Linked DNA regions of Ovis aries: region 1 is linked to region 2. Evidence: chromatin contacts called from public Hi-C data. All regions are on one chromosome and are shown on one strand. Each heading gives the region's core, a stretch centred on a gene start, on an enhancer-like site or on the middle of the called end of the contact. The rest is flanking DNA. Distances are from core to core; before and after follow the strand shown. Region 1 holds the start of HPS5 (HPS5 biogenesis of lysosomal organelles complex 2 subunit 2). Region 2 holds the start of TSG101 (tumor susceptibility 101).

What was found. A called contact is a pair of places that touch in the nucleus more often than the background predicts.
Region 1: a Hi-C map of liver shows a contact between it and region 2, with 3 times the contacts expected there. The contact joins the promoter of HPS5 here to the promoter of TSG101 in region 2. A contact is called at or near these places in 3 of 16 Hi-C or Micro-C datasets (hypothalamus, liver and muscle).

What each region holds. Positions count from the first base shown.
Region 1 is chr21:23,899,092-23,905,775 of ARS-UI_Ramb_v3.0, reverse strand. It overlaps HPS5 (HPS5 biogenesis of lysosomal organelles complex 2 subunit 2), which reads right to left and starts at 4,578. Exons shown (of 24, transcript XM_060403992.1): 1 at 4,250-4,578. GTF2H1 (general transcription factor IIH subunit 1) reads left to right here and starts at 4,613. Exons shown (of 16, transcript XM_042238001.1): 1 at 4,613-4,784.
Region 2 is chr21:23,733,052-23,740,048 of ARS-UI_Ramb_v3.0, reverse strand. TSG101 (tumor susceptibility 101) reads right to left here and starts at 1,717. Exons shown (of 10, transcript XM_004019463.5): 1 at 1,537-1,717. The coding sequence starts at 1,578. It overlaps UEVLD (UEV and lactate/malate dehyrogenase domains), which reads right to left. Exons shown (of 12, transcript XM_004019458.4): 12 at 4,137-6,924. The coding sequence ends at 6,757. It also overlaps the pseudogene LOC105604170.

The DNA of each region.
Region 1 (6,684 bases), core at 3,329-5,828, 160 kb before region 2:
TAGTCCCTTAAATCTATTTCTCATTTCCACTGTATAATCACAAGGGATTTGACTTAGGTCATACCTGAATGGTCTAGTGGTTTTCCCTACTTTCTTCAATTTAAGTCTGAATTTGGCAATAAGGAGTTCATGATATGAGCCACAGTCAGTTCCTGGTCTTGTTTTTGTTGACAGTATACAGCTTCTCCAACACGCTAGTAAAGTGATGCTCAAAATTCTCCAAGCCAGGTTTCAGCAGTATGTGAACCGTGAAATTCCAGATGTCCAGGCTGGTTTTAGAAAAGGCAGAGGAACCAGAGATCAAATTGCCAACATCTGCTGGATCATCGAAGAAGCAAGAGAGTTCCAGAAAAACATCTATTTCTGCTTTATTGACTATGCCAAAGCCTTTGACTGTGTGGATCACAATAAACTGTGGAAAATTCTTCAAGAGATAGGAATCACAGACCACCTGACCTGCCTCTTGAGAAACCTATATGCAGGTCAGGAAGCAACAGTTAGAACTGGACATGGAACAACAGACTGGTTCCAAATAGGAAAAGGAGTATGTCAAGGCTGTATATTGTCACCCTGCTTTATTTAACTTATATGCAGAGTACATCATGAAAAACGCTGGGCTGGAAGAAGCACAAGCTGGAATCAAGATTGCTGGGAGAAATATCAATAACCTCAGATATGCAGATGACACGCCCTTATGGCACAAAGTGAAGAGGAACTAAAAAGCCTCTTGATGAAAGTGAAAGTGGAGAGTGAAAAAGTTGGCTTAAAGCTCAACATTCAGAAAATGAAGATCATGGCATCTGGTCCCATCACTTCATGGGAAACAGATGGGGAAACAGTGGAAACAGTATCAGACTTTATTTTGAGGGGCTCCAAAATCACTTCAGATGGTGAGTGCAGCCATGAAATTAAAAGGTGCTTACTCCTTGGAAGAAAAGTTATGAGCAACCTAGATAGCATATTGAAAAGCAGAGACATTACTTTGCCAACAAAGGTCCATCTAAGTCAAGGCTATGGTTTTTCCAGTAGTCATGTATGGATATGAGAGTTGGACTGTGTAGAAAGCTGAGCACCAAAGAATTGATGCTTTTGAACTCTCGAGAGTCCCTTGGACTGCAAGGAGATTCAACCAGTCCATTCTGAAGGAGATTAGCCCTGGGATTTCTTTGGAGGGAACGATGCTGAAGCTGAAACTCCAGTACTTTGGCCACCTCATGTGAAGAGTTGACTCACTGGAAAAGACTCTGATGCTGGGAGGGATTGGGGGCAGGAGGAGAAGGGGAAGACAGAGGATGAGATGGCTGGATGGCATCACTGACTCAATTGACATGAGTCTGAGTGAACTCCGGGAGTTGGTGATGGACAGGGAGGCCTGGCGTGCTGTGATTCATGGGATCGCAGAGAGTCAGACACGACTGAGCGACTGAACTGAACTGAACTGCGCTTACTATCTCTGAAGACTCCTTACCTCCCAGACCTACTTACCAAAATCTTCCCAGGCTTTCAGGTCCAGAATAAGTCCCACTTCTCATAATTCTCAAAGTGGAAGACTCATAGATAACTCGTTGCACACATCCACATAATTCAAAAATTAATCTGAATTAAGGTTCTGGATCCCTGAACATTTTCAGGAAGGGAAAGGAAGTGCTCCCTCTCATGAAGCTGCACAGTCCACTCCTCCACAGCTCACACCATTATAAGGTACTTCCTTACTACTGGGCTGAAACCTGAAACCTGAACTTTTATTCCCAACTGTGGCTTCTACAGTTTAAGAAAATGTCTGCATGCATGCTAAGTCACTTCAGTCGTGTCTGACTTATTGCAACCCTATGTACTGTAGCCGGCCAGGCTCTCCTGTGCATGGGATTCTCCAGGCAAGAGTACTGGAGTGTGTTGCATGCCCTCCTCCAGGGGATCTTCCTTACCCAGGGATCAAACCTGTGTCTCCTGCATTTTGATAGGCAGGTTCTTTACCAAGAGTGCCACCTGGGAAGCTCAAGGAAATGTTTACGCCTTACAAAACAGTCCTTCAGTATTTGAAAAATGTCATGAGGTCTTCTAAAAATTTAACAACACCAGTTCTTCACTCATTCTGACCTGACAATTTCCAAATTCCTCTCAGTTCTGATAAGCCTTCCACACAGGGCCTTTAGTTTGCCTGAACATGTCCTATCCAGAACTGAACATAAAACTCTTCAGTAGCTTAATAACCAGAACAGAGTAGAAACACTAACTTCCTTGACCTGGACACTAAGTTTCTATATTACGTCCTAAATCAGTATCAGAGGCAGTTTTTGTGTGTTTTTTTCCAGGTATGTTTTTAAAGTAGCCATGTCACACTTCTGATTCAACAGAGAAAGAAGCTAACTAACACCCAAAGAAATTTTCAAAAAAAATTAATATAATCTTCCTAGCTAGTACCTGGGCTTCCCTGGTGACTTAGTGGTAAAGAATACGCCTGCCAATGCAGGAGACACAGATTCGATCCTTGGGTTGGGAAGATCTCCTGGAGAAGGAAATGGCAACCCACTCCAATATTCTTGCCTGCGAAATCCCACAAATAGAAGCGCTTGGGGAGCTGTAATCCATGGAGTCACGAAAGAGTTGGAGACAACTTAGTACCTAGATACAGTAGAAATGAGCTCAAATTGAAAGCTGCTATTAATCAAATTCAACAATGGATATAAAAAGTACCCTGAAATTTTTAAGCTGTTCAAACTAGAACAGTAGAATGTTGATACTTGTTAAAGTTTGGTTAGGTATACATGAGGGTTCATTGTACTATTCTGTCTGTCTGTGTTTGAAATTTTACTGAACAAGATTTTTTATTGAGGTACATATAGTTAAATTACAATGCTGTGTTAGTTTCAAGTGTACAGCAAAATGACTTAGTCATACACATATATGCATTCAAGACTTTTAAGTAAATATTTAACAAGAATCTCTGTACAAATCTTTCATTCTATATAAACCTTCTATGCATCCATGGTTTAATATATGCTGTTTCTGGAATCTTCCTCCAGATAAGAAAAACCGGTCTCTCCACAAAACTGAGTTTAACTATTACTTCTGTCACAGTTAGCCTAGCAAAACACTAAGCAAACAGAGGGTGGCCATAAATGCTTACCAAAGTCAATGAAAAAACCTTTTGAAGAGCTGGTTTACTAAAGGTCACAGAGCTCATAAGCCGAGGTGAAACTAAAATCCACTAATCTTGAGTCCAAATCTAATTACCTTTCCATTTCCCATATTCCTTGATGGCAACATAAAAAGCAGTAGGATCAAAAAAAGGTTTTTCTCTTGGCCTAGTACTCATTTTACTGAACCAGTGTTTGCTGCGCAAACACCCAACGCAAATCACAGCGTTCTCTTTTCCCCACTAGATGCGAGGAAGGAAGAAAAGGCAAGAGAGAAGGAAAAGGAAGAAAAATTAAAGATATTATGCCAAAGGGAGGTTGGGGATTTCCTCATAATGGGATCTTTCTATAAAGAAGGCTGAACGCCAAAGAATCGATGCCTTTCGAACTGCGGTGCTGGAAAACACTCTTTGAGAGTCCACTGGACAGCCAGATCAAACCAGTCAATCCTAAAGGAAATCAACCCTGAATATTCATTAGAAGGAGTGATGCTGAAGCTGAAGCTCCAATACTTTGGCCACAAGATGCAAAGAGCCAACTCTTTGGAAAGGACTCTGATACTGGGAAAGACTGAGGGCAGGAGAAGGGGGGAGACAGAGGATGAGAAGGTTGGATAGCATCACCGACTCCATGGACATGAATTTGAGCTAACTCTGGGACAAAGTGGAGGACAGCGAAGCCTGGCATGTTGCAGCCCATGGGGTCGCAAAGTCGGACACGACTGAGTGACTCAACAACTACTACTCAAGTAATAGAGAACTCCTCTCTACCTTAGACCAAGAAATGGCGACTCACTCACTCATGCACTCAACGTCTTGCACGCATCTTTGCAGACATCTGACCACAAGCTCCCTGCCTAGCGAACTCCTAACTTAGCAGTTAACTTTAATACTACATTCAGATCTCTTGAAAGAAGAGGCGGTAATCAAGTTTTCAAAGCCAGGCTCACAGCCTGTAAGTCTCAGCCCCTCTCTACCACCTCTAGGCAGGCAGCCCCCAACTTTCTGTGGGTCACAGCCTCTCTCCCGGCTAGGCGCCCGCACACTCACCGCGCGCTAAGAGCCGCACCTGAGCTTCAGTCTTCCCTCCTACTCCTCCCCGCCCAGGCTTACGTCATCCCGGAGCGCCGGGGACGCCGGGACAAAGCTGTTAACGGTACTTCCTCGTCACGTGACGGGTTACGCCCTGCTTGCGCGTGGTCCCTCCCCCTTCGGCCGCGGTCGCGATTACGCTCTCTGCGGCCTGCCCGCTGCCGGCCGAAGACGCAGCGCCGAACGGGACCGGAGGAGCTCTAGGCCAAAGGGGTGAGACAGCCAAGTTCCTGGGACCTTTCACCGCTTAAAGCCGGCGAGAGGAAATGAAACAGGCGGGCACCGGCGGAGGAGGGAGGGAACTAGCGGAAGGTGTCATGGCGGCCGTGCTCTGGGGTCACGTGCCCCTCAGGCCCGCCTTCGTACTTCCGGTCACGTGCCCTCAGAGTTCTCGCAGCCAGCGATGGAGGCGAGACCCCCTAGTAACAGAGGCGGTGGCGGTGGCGGCGGCTACTGGGTTTCAGCCTCTTTCCCGCAGCGTCTCTGAGAAGCCCAGCGGAACTCGACTCGACACAGCGCAGTAACTTAGTCCCTGCCCAGGGCCGTCTCCCACCTGGTAAGTTTAGACCGAAAAATGGGGGTGGACTGGTGGGTGATGAGCTGACAGGCCTGGGGGCCGCAGGACGGCACGGAATCTGCCCCTTTTTCCTGTATCCCTGTCGCCGTTGCTGCAGTTCCCAATTCTGCTGTCTCGGTTGGCCGTTTATTTTTCTGAAGAGAGGAAGAGGCGACCCCTAATCTGCTTGTCTATAGGAAGCCAACTCCTCCACTGAAAGCAGGGACTCAAAGATGTACCCGAAGCTGGGATGAGACTTGGCTCATGAGGGTGAAGGACGTGGAAGCCTCTCTCTCTCTGAGGAGCTCTTCCCGTTAGAAAACGTGCTATTGAGTCTTTCGGTTTCTGTAAGGGAAAAGCTTTCATCTTAGTTCCACACACCTTTTGCTTCGCTTGTCAATCCTGTCCCTCTTAAAACGAACTTAACACGTGTGCCAGTTCACCCCACCCCCGCCACTCACACACCAAGTTTTGATCTTTGCCCGACTTGATCATGTTTAAGCACCAACACATGGAAATATATAATTATTTTAGAAATTCTCAAAGGCTAAATTATGTAAGGAAGTGTTTTCGGTTGACTCTTAAACGCCTGTTTTAGGGTCTATAAAAAGGCGGCAGGAGGGGGAGGTGTGACGGGAGGAAAGAGATAAAAACTTAACCTTTTGCCCATTAGCAGACCCAGTTTTAAAAACATACCGAAACTGTGTGGTTTAAAGTATACTTTGCCGTAAGTACTGACTCCATAAGGAAGTGGAACAATTTTTCCTAGTGAATTCTTACCAGAAACCCCAGACATATAAAGCAGCATGCCATGGTGGAATTGCATTTGGGAGCCCTCAGCCTCCCCTCTTGGAACACAGTTTGAAAATCACTGAACTCGACTTTGGTAACTAAAGCAAGGTTGCCAACCCTAAGGTAGATTTTGAAAAATCAAAGGTAGAAAAATGAAATGAAGAGGTCACAGCAGAGGGGAGGGTAACCTCTAGTATCAGGGTTTTGGCATACAAAAGGACTAGGCTCTAGAAGGAACTTTGTGCCTTTTAGCTGACCAAAATCCCTGGTTTGGAAAAAAGGGAGAGGTAATTTGGAGCCATTAAACCTGTTCTGCTACTCTCACTCAGCCAACACTTAGCAGTGCAGCAGATTGAAAGATTTGAGTCTCTTCTGGGTGGTACTAATAATAAATAGATATGGCAGTGCTCATGTGGGAAAAAAAAAAAAAATCACACAAATGCAGAGAGAGCTGCTTAAAAATACCAGGAAGGTTGATGCAAAGAGAGGAATCGGTTAAAAACAGTGCACCAGACGATCAGCTTCAGTCAGTTGTGGCTGCTTCCTATACCTCCTGCTCTAAAGGCTTACATCTTCTTCCTGATGGTCTGTCTGTACATCTTTTAGCCCTGCTTTTCTGTGCTGCTGGTTTTCCCCTCACCGTCAGAAGTTGTCAGGTGTACCTTGAGCTTTCCAAGCATTTTGCCCACTGTGTCTACTTCATGGATACTGCTACTGGAAGTGTCTTTAGTTCTTTCCTCCTTTCTGCACTTTGATTACCAGCTGATTGCTGTCCTCTCGCTGTTGGTATCCTGCTTTTGGCATGCAGAATTTTATCAGTGAATACAAGCCTTCACTTCCTTCTGTCTTGCATATCTGTGGCATTTCCTCCTCCTCCCTTTCCCTGCACTGCTGTAAAATGAAAAAGTGCTTGGTCTTAAAATTGCTACCTCAGTTTATCCATTTAATGCCCTCCTTACATATGTGACGATCCTTATAACAGTACATTTTGGTCACTCTGTACATACTTCCAAGATTTATTCCCTGTAGTGCTGAATTGTTAACATTTTTTAGGATTGCCTGACAGCAAGCAGCATTCCAGATCTCCATTTTGTATGCTGGCAGACAC
Region 2 (6,997 bases), core at 468-2,967:
GTAGGTATAAAATATCTTTTAAAGATGTCCTGCCTCTGTCTTCGAAGGCAGGTTCCTCAACAGAAAGTTTAGGAAACTTGATTATGGTTTCTACAATTCCAAACCAATATTTGAATATTCTTGTCCTTATATATAGGTACTTTCATACACATACATGAAGGAATAAAACTTTAAGGACAATGTAATCAATTAAAAGATTTTTATAAATGCTATGGAACAGACACCCTTCAGTTACATAGTATATAAAATAATGTACTTTGAAAAACTAAATGCTACAACATTCAGGCCACAGTTTTCTAAGGCTCCCTAAAACTTCTGCAATTAAAGATAAGTTTACTCTATCAAAAGAAAATCAACTATATTTTAATTAGAAAAAAAGAAAGAAAATCAAAAGCCTCTAAGATATGATTAGAAAAATCAAAGAGTAGCTTTATTTCAAAAATCATTAATTTCTCCTTAGAGATTATTTGCTCTTCAATCAAAGACTATAGGGATGATTTTACTGGGCAAAAAAGTCTATTTTTCTAAGAAATAAGTTTACATATAATAATGTGTTTTAATAATACGGAAAACTGTTTTAAACTACTTCACTTTCTACCATTCTTATTTTAACAAAAGTATCTAAAGGTAAACCTGTTTAACTGGAGAATATTCAACTCTCAACCATTTCACATACATCTTATTCCCATTAATTAGCTTTGATAAATTGAAAAAAAAAAACCCACAAAACAACAAACAAACCAAAAAGCACCCAATTCACTCCGGTATCAGGTGCCATATTTTAAGTAGTTGTTAAAATAATTCACGGCTTTAAATACAACTGAAAAATACAACTTTTTTAAAAAAGGAGAAAAACCAGAAAGCAAACCCACACCGGTCCTGAACTGTTTAGATTAAAAATTTCAAAGTAAATCAACTGGCTTTATAAGCAGCATACAATTAAAAGGGAGTCACTCTGAGCAAATCAAAGACCCTGGAATGGTAATGGAATTCTATTTCACCCGAGGTAATGAGCTTCTCAGGACGTTTCTATTCATAATTGAGCCAATTCAACCAACAGTTACGATTTCCCGCGGGGTGGGCTATTGAGCTGCGTGAAGAATACAATCTGAAAAGGACACCACCTCAGGAAGCCGGGAGGGAAGGGCGAATGAAGAATGAGGAGCCCTGCACTGGGACAGGAGGGGCGGGGTTGCCCAAGCCCGAGTTTTAAGTACAACCCCCTCCTTGTGTTGATGAAAACTATGCTGCCCCACAGACCGCTCCAAACTCTCTCTCCCCGAAAAGAGGGCGGGCGGCAGGTGGCAGGCGGCCTCGGCTCCGCTCCATTGTTGACCGTCGCCGCCCCCCGCCGGCTCCGGCCCAGGGACTCCGGCCCCGGGAGACAGGCATCCTGGCGCGGGCGGCGGCAGAGGCGGCCGGGGGAAGCCCGGGGCTTCGGGCCCGCCTGGGGGGCTCGCTGGGCTGGTCCGGCAGGCCCTGGCGGCGCGGGGGGGAGTGGTGGGTGTGCGCCGAGAGGGCGCGCCGCAGCCTCACCTTGGACACCATTTTCTTGAGCTGGCTCTCCGACCCCGCCATGGCGGCCGCCTCGCGACTCCGGTCCCCGCAGGCAGAGGGTCAGCCGCTCCGGGGCCGCCCCAGGCCGCCCCACACAACCGCACACAGACGAGCCAGCCCCCCACCCCCCCGCCTCTAGCAACAGGAAATCGGCCTCCACGCCAGCACTTCCGCTTCCCTTACGTCACTTCCGAGGTCGGCGGTGGGTAGGGGTTGACGGCCTAGGTCAGCTCCAGGGAAACCCGTTCCGAGGGTGGAATTGCTGAGCCGGGATAATGAGATCGGCAGCTCTTTCACAGTTGCCCTCACACTAAAAGAGCAGGTGCAGGGAGGGTAAGAAGTAGGAGTACCTTTCCAGTGAGCTTTAATGACTGATGCGTCAAGTGGGAAGACTGGACTGGAGTCAGAAAAGTGTTCTGCCACTGACTTACCCTTCTGATAATTGCAGGCAAGTGCAAGGCTTGCTCGAGGCTTTTTTCCAACTCAGAGGAAAGGCTTGGATTAGGCGATGCCCAGGGTGTCTCTGGTTGTCAGGTTGTTTTTCATTAAGCTTCATATTACATTCACAAGGGCAAAGTGCAGAGCTCTCATTTCACAGGAAGCCAGGCAGTAATTTCTTTACAAGAGACCATTCACTTAGGTCAGAACTCCACTGTGCCCGACATGAATGATAATACAGGCTAACTTCTTCCTTGGACTTGGTGTGTGTACTAGCCTGTCCACTATAAAAATCCAAGTCTTTGAAATCAGGCTCAGCTTCAGATCCTCATGGTTTTGCACAGTGCAAGAGTAGGTACTCTTTTTTTTGGTTGTTGTTTGAAATCTGACAGAATTTTTATTTCACAGCACCCTAATATTGAAAAAGTGAACAAGCAGTTGAAAATGGTGCTCTGAAGTTCTGACATGATACTTAACAGCTGTTAAGTTGCTAGGTTACAAGCAAGGTGTACACAGATGGAAATGAACACGTAATATAAAAAGTTTAGGTAGATAAGAGATTCATATTTTATTTCTCCACTGACATATTTACAGTTGAATATAAATTAAAGGCCTGCTTGCACACCAAACCCAGGTCCTTTTGGTGGTTCAGTCAAAGAGGTAAGACCTCGAGCTGGCTCACAGAAGTGTCCACTCCTTGGCCCAGGTTTTGGGATTTTGCCAGCCTTGAGTTCATCAATAATTTCTTTAATATCCTTAGGTGTCAGATCCTCATAGTAGTTGCCATTTATTTGAACCACTGGTACATTTACACAGGCCCCTAAACACTCCACTTCTATAAGAGGGAAAAGTTTGTCAGGTGTAGTCTCCAACCTTTATTCCAAGTCTTTTTCTGAATGGCCTCCAGTATGCAGTCGGAGTTCAGCACAGACTTGAATGTGTTACAACTGGCTTTCGATTATACATTGTATAAAAAGTTGATACTTCAGACACTCTCACTGGAGGTACTTGTAAAATTTCTTCAGCATTGTTCATAGCAGAGATGGGCAGCCATACATCCTGTCTCTGGGATAAATCCAGAACTGGAAGCACAGCTGCTGCCTTATGCCCTTCTGGGTAGTTTTTCACAACGGCCTCTATCCTCTGGTGTGAAATCAAATGGAGTTTCTGGGTTATTCTCAGGAGTATCTCTGTGCACAAATAAGCCTCCTCCAGCTCCATTCTGAACAGCTATCTTATGCAAATTTCTTATATGTCTTCCCCAGTGGGTGCCGCAGAGAGGAATATGGCTGGCCAAACTGCAGGCCTTCGGGTCTCACCGGGCACGGTCCCAAGCAGTTGGTACACATGGCGTGCGCGCCCAATAGGTACTCTTAACTGAATTTCTACTACCCATAAAAGCTCCTCATGGTCATTTATATTAGTCATTATACATAAGTGTATATATATATACACATATATATATATACACATATATAAAAGTCATTATACATTAGTCAAACACCTCACTACCGGTTTTGTAAGTACCATGCCATTCAGGGCACTTGGATTTGAGGGGGTGTGAAGTATGATTATTTGGATAATTTTAGCATCGTGGTACTGAGGAACAGGCTGTAGTATTAATTCTCTTCTAAATTGGCATCTAAATGAAGGTCACATGAAGAAGGCCTAAATGAAGATATGTGGAAGCATCATTACATATTGTTGCCAACACACACACATAAAATATTCTATTCTAATAGGTATCTTTCTTTGGACACTATATACTAGTTAAGCATACAGCTTCAGTCAAACCAAACTATAGGACAGTCTGTCCTTCCCTGTACCTCTTCTTTGTCACTTAAAAATATATGGTTTTCAAGCTATTCTTAAAGACACAGCTTATTAGCCAGAAGCACCTTCAATTAGAGCAACTCTGCTTTTATCAATTGGAAGAATGTAGGTTATATATTTTTCAAAAGGTTTTGTTAAAAATAATTTTTAAAATTTTGAAAATAACAAAATACATTCTCTTCATTTTGCAGTTAAGCCACTTAAAATGGAGTAACTAAATATCCTGAGGACTTATGAATCATATGAAAGAATCTTTCTCTTCGATCCGAATAAATTTCCTTCCACTCAATAAATTAGGAATCTCCTGGTAATTTTCAAGTCAAAATTTATTTTATTCATTATTCTTGATATTTAAGAATAATTATTTGATACAATGTAAGTTGGAAAATATTTATCTCTGTTATAATATCAAAGAAGCATTTTAATCCAAGCCCCATTAAAAACCATAACAAGTAGAGGGAATGCATGATTTTGGAAAGATGAAAAAAAAAATGAAGGTTAATAGAAACCATCATGAATGTCAAATTATCACCAATTCACACTGAGATGGTGGTGGTACTACTTCTTAACTTATATGTGATTTATAATACTCAACACTCAAGAAAATATGTGATAGAATTATTTCTATATTGTGGGTTTCCGTAGGGCAAGGACTATAACTATTCATCCTTTTTTTTTTTTGCTTTATTCCCTCCCCCATCCCATCCCCCCAATTTGTTGTTATTCACCTTTGACTACTCATTCTAACACAGTTCTTGGAATAACAGTACAGTCAGTAAATATTGTACTGACATGTTCTTTTTATAATGCAGTTAATTCTTAGCAATTCCTCTATTTATACAGTATCTTGTAATTAGGTTATTGTTCAAGAGCATAATTAGGTATCTGATATTAGAAAAGGCTAGGATAAAAACACAAGCCAACGGTGCTTTTAGTTTTACTTTCCTAGTTCATACGGAAGGACAGTGAGGATACACCGTTACAGTTAACACCAAAATAACCTATTCATGTAGTGAAATTACACAGAACTAATGTTCATTTCTTCAAATGTCCAAAGTTTTTACACCTTTCCAAGCATATTAAATACTTTTCTTTTTTCTTAAACATGGAACATTGAATAAATTCACCTTTCCTTTATGATTTAAGCTCATCATTATAAGCATCCATTATTATGCTAAATCAGCATGAGTTTAACTACTTCCTCTCTGCCTAAAATGTATCTGCTCTTATAATCCATTGGCTCCCATCTCACTGACCAGGTTTAGGTTCACCTATAATATGCTTTCAAAGCACCTGGGACTTCTTCATATGACAGTACCACACTTGGAATTGTACATTTATTTGTGAGGTTTGTCCCTGCACTAGATTATAAGCACCATGGGAGCCTGTACCTAGTCCAGGGTTTGTTCACCATTGTATCTGCGGTGCCTAATATGGCACCTGGTGCATAGCAGGCTCCAAGTCTAGACTATCTCAATGACTAAATAACTAAATATCTACTTCAGTGCATACAGTTCGCCCCCCACCCTCCACCCCCCACCAAGCTATTTACTAAGGAATTTACTAAGTCAAAGAATCAGTGTTTCTAAAAAATATGTTGAAGAAAAAAAAGCCCCTACATGAGAGTATCAGAGTACAGACCCCAGCTTTATGGTCTTGTGGTAACTATTTTGACTCTTAGGCCTTTTTCCTCTTCTAGAGTTTAGAAAAAGTAGAGGTGGTATGGATAAGTGTCCCTTAGTCATGAGATTTTGGGCATTAAACCTCAATTTCCTCCTCTACAAAATGATGATAATAGTCTCTACCTCAGTGGGTTACTGTGAGGATTAATAAATGGCCCTGAGGAATAAAACAATAAAGTGCTTATGACACTGCCTGAAATATTGGAAGTGTTGATGCTAGGCGCTGCTATTAGTTATGTGTCACATTCCTAATAATATGCTGTCTTTCACATATGAAGATGTTATTGACCCATCACCCATTCAGGGTGCATAATGGTGCACCCTGCATCATTTCTTCAGGAGTAGTTAAAGGATGTACCATGAATCATTTCTTCAGTAGTTAAAGAATATGCTCAGAACAATCAGCCCATTCAATCAGTCTCTCCCCATTAAGACCAATGCCTTTACGAAACCCTCATATATTAAAGTAAATGCCTGGCTTTCATTCATAACCTATTTCCACTAAAAATATGCATGTCTCTATGGTTCTACTTATGGCACGGTGTGTTCTTTAAGATGCTTGAAATCTTATATAGCCCAGAAGAGATGACAGAAAATTGCAGAAAGGACAGTCCTGCTGGATATTAAACTACACTTCTTGTTCATATATTTAAAAACTGCGTTTTCCTTTTTACTATATTAAAGTATGTGTACAAAGAAAAGTATGTGCACACTTCTTTTCCATTTTTTTGGTAGCTAATTAATTTGAAGAGGGAAAACAAACCCCTTTATTATTATTATGTTTTTTACCAACATTATTTTAAAGAAAAACTGAAAATAGCATAAACTGGATCCTTTGAATGTAGAGCTAGCACAGATTTTAAATACAGACATACTGGGCCTTCAGCTTATGACGTTTAACAGTTAAAGGGTAATTTTCTTTTAAAAAGTTATGATTTTTAAAATATTCCCAAAGTGCTGAATGTGCTAATTGAGGATACATAACTTTTAAATGATGCATATTGCAGATGAATGTTTATCTCTGCTTAGGCTTAAAGAACAGTATAGATAATGTCAAGAACAGAGAAAATTAGATTTTTTTTCCTTCTTATCTAACTACCTAAGGATTTAAATTACAAAGCCAACCAAGAACCACCGACCTTAATCAAGCAGTTTGTAAGGATAAATAAGATAGAGAAGTTCTCTACTCCATATATATGCGTTGGTAAAATTAACCTTTCCTTTCAGGTAACTCTGAACTTTAGAATCAGAGTTTTAACTGTTGCTGGAGACCATGGATGGAGGACGCACTGCTCTGGAGTTTCTCAGTCACTGTTTCTTCTTTCACTGTGGTCTTGATGACTTCAGACACTCCACTCGTTCCAAGGATGCAAGGCAAACTTAAAAACACTTCACTATTTATATCATAATATCCCTGAAAGGAAAAAAAATTAGGATTAGAGCTACATCACTGCAAAAAAGTTAATATCATAAATATGGATATTTTC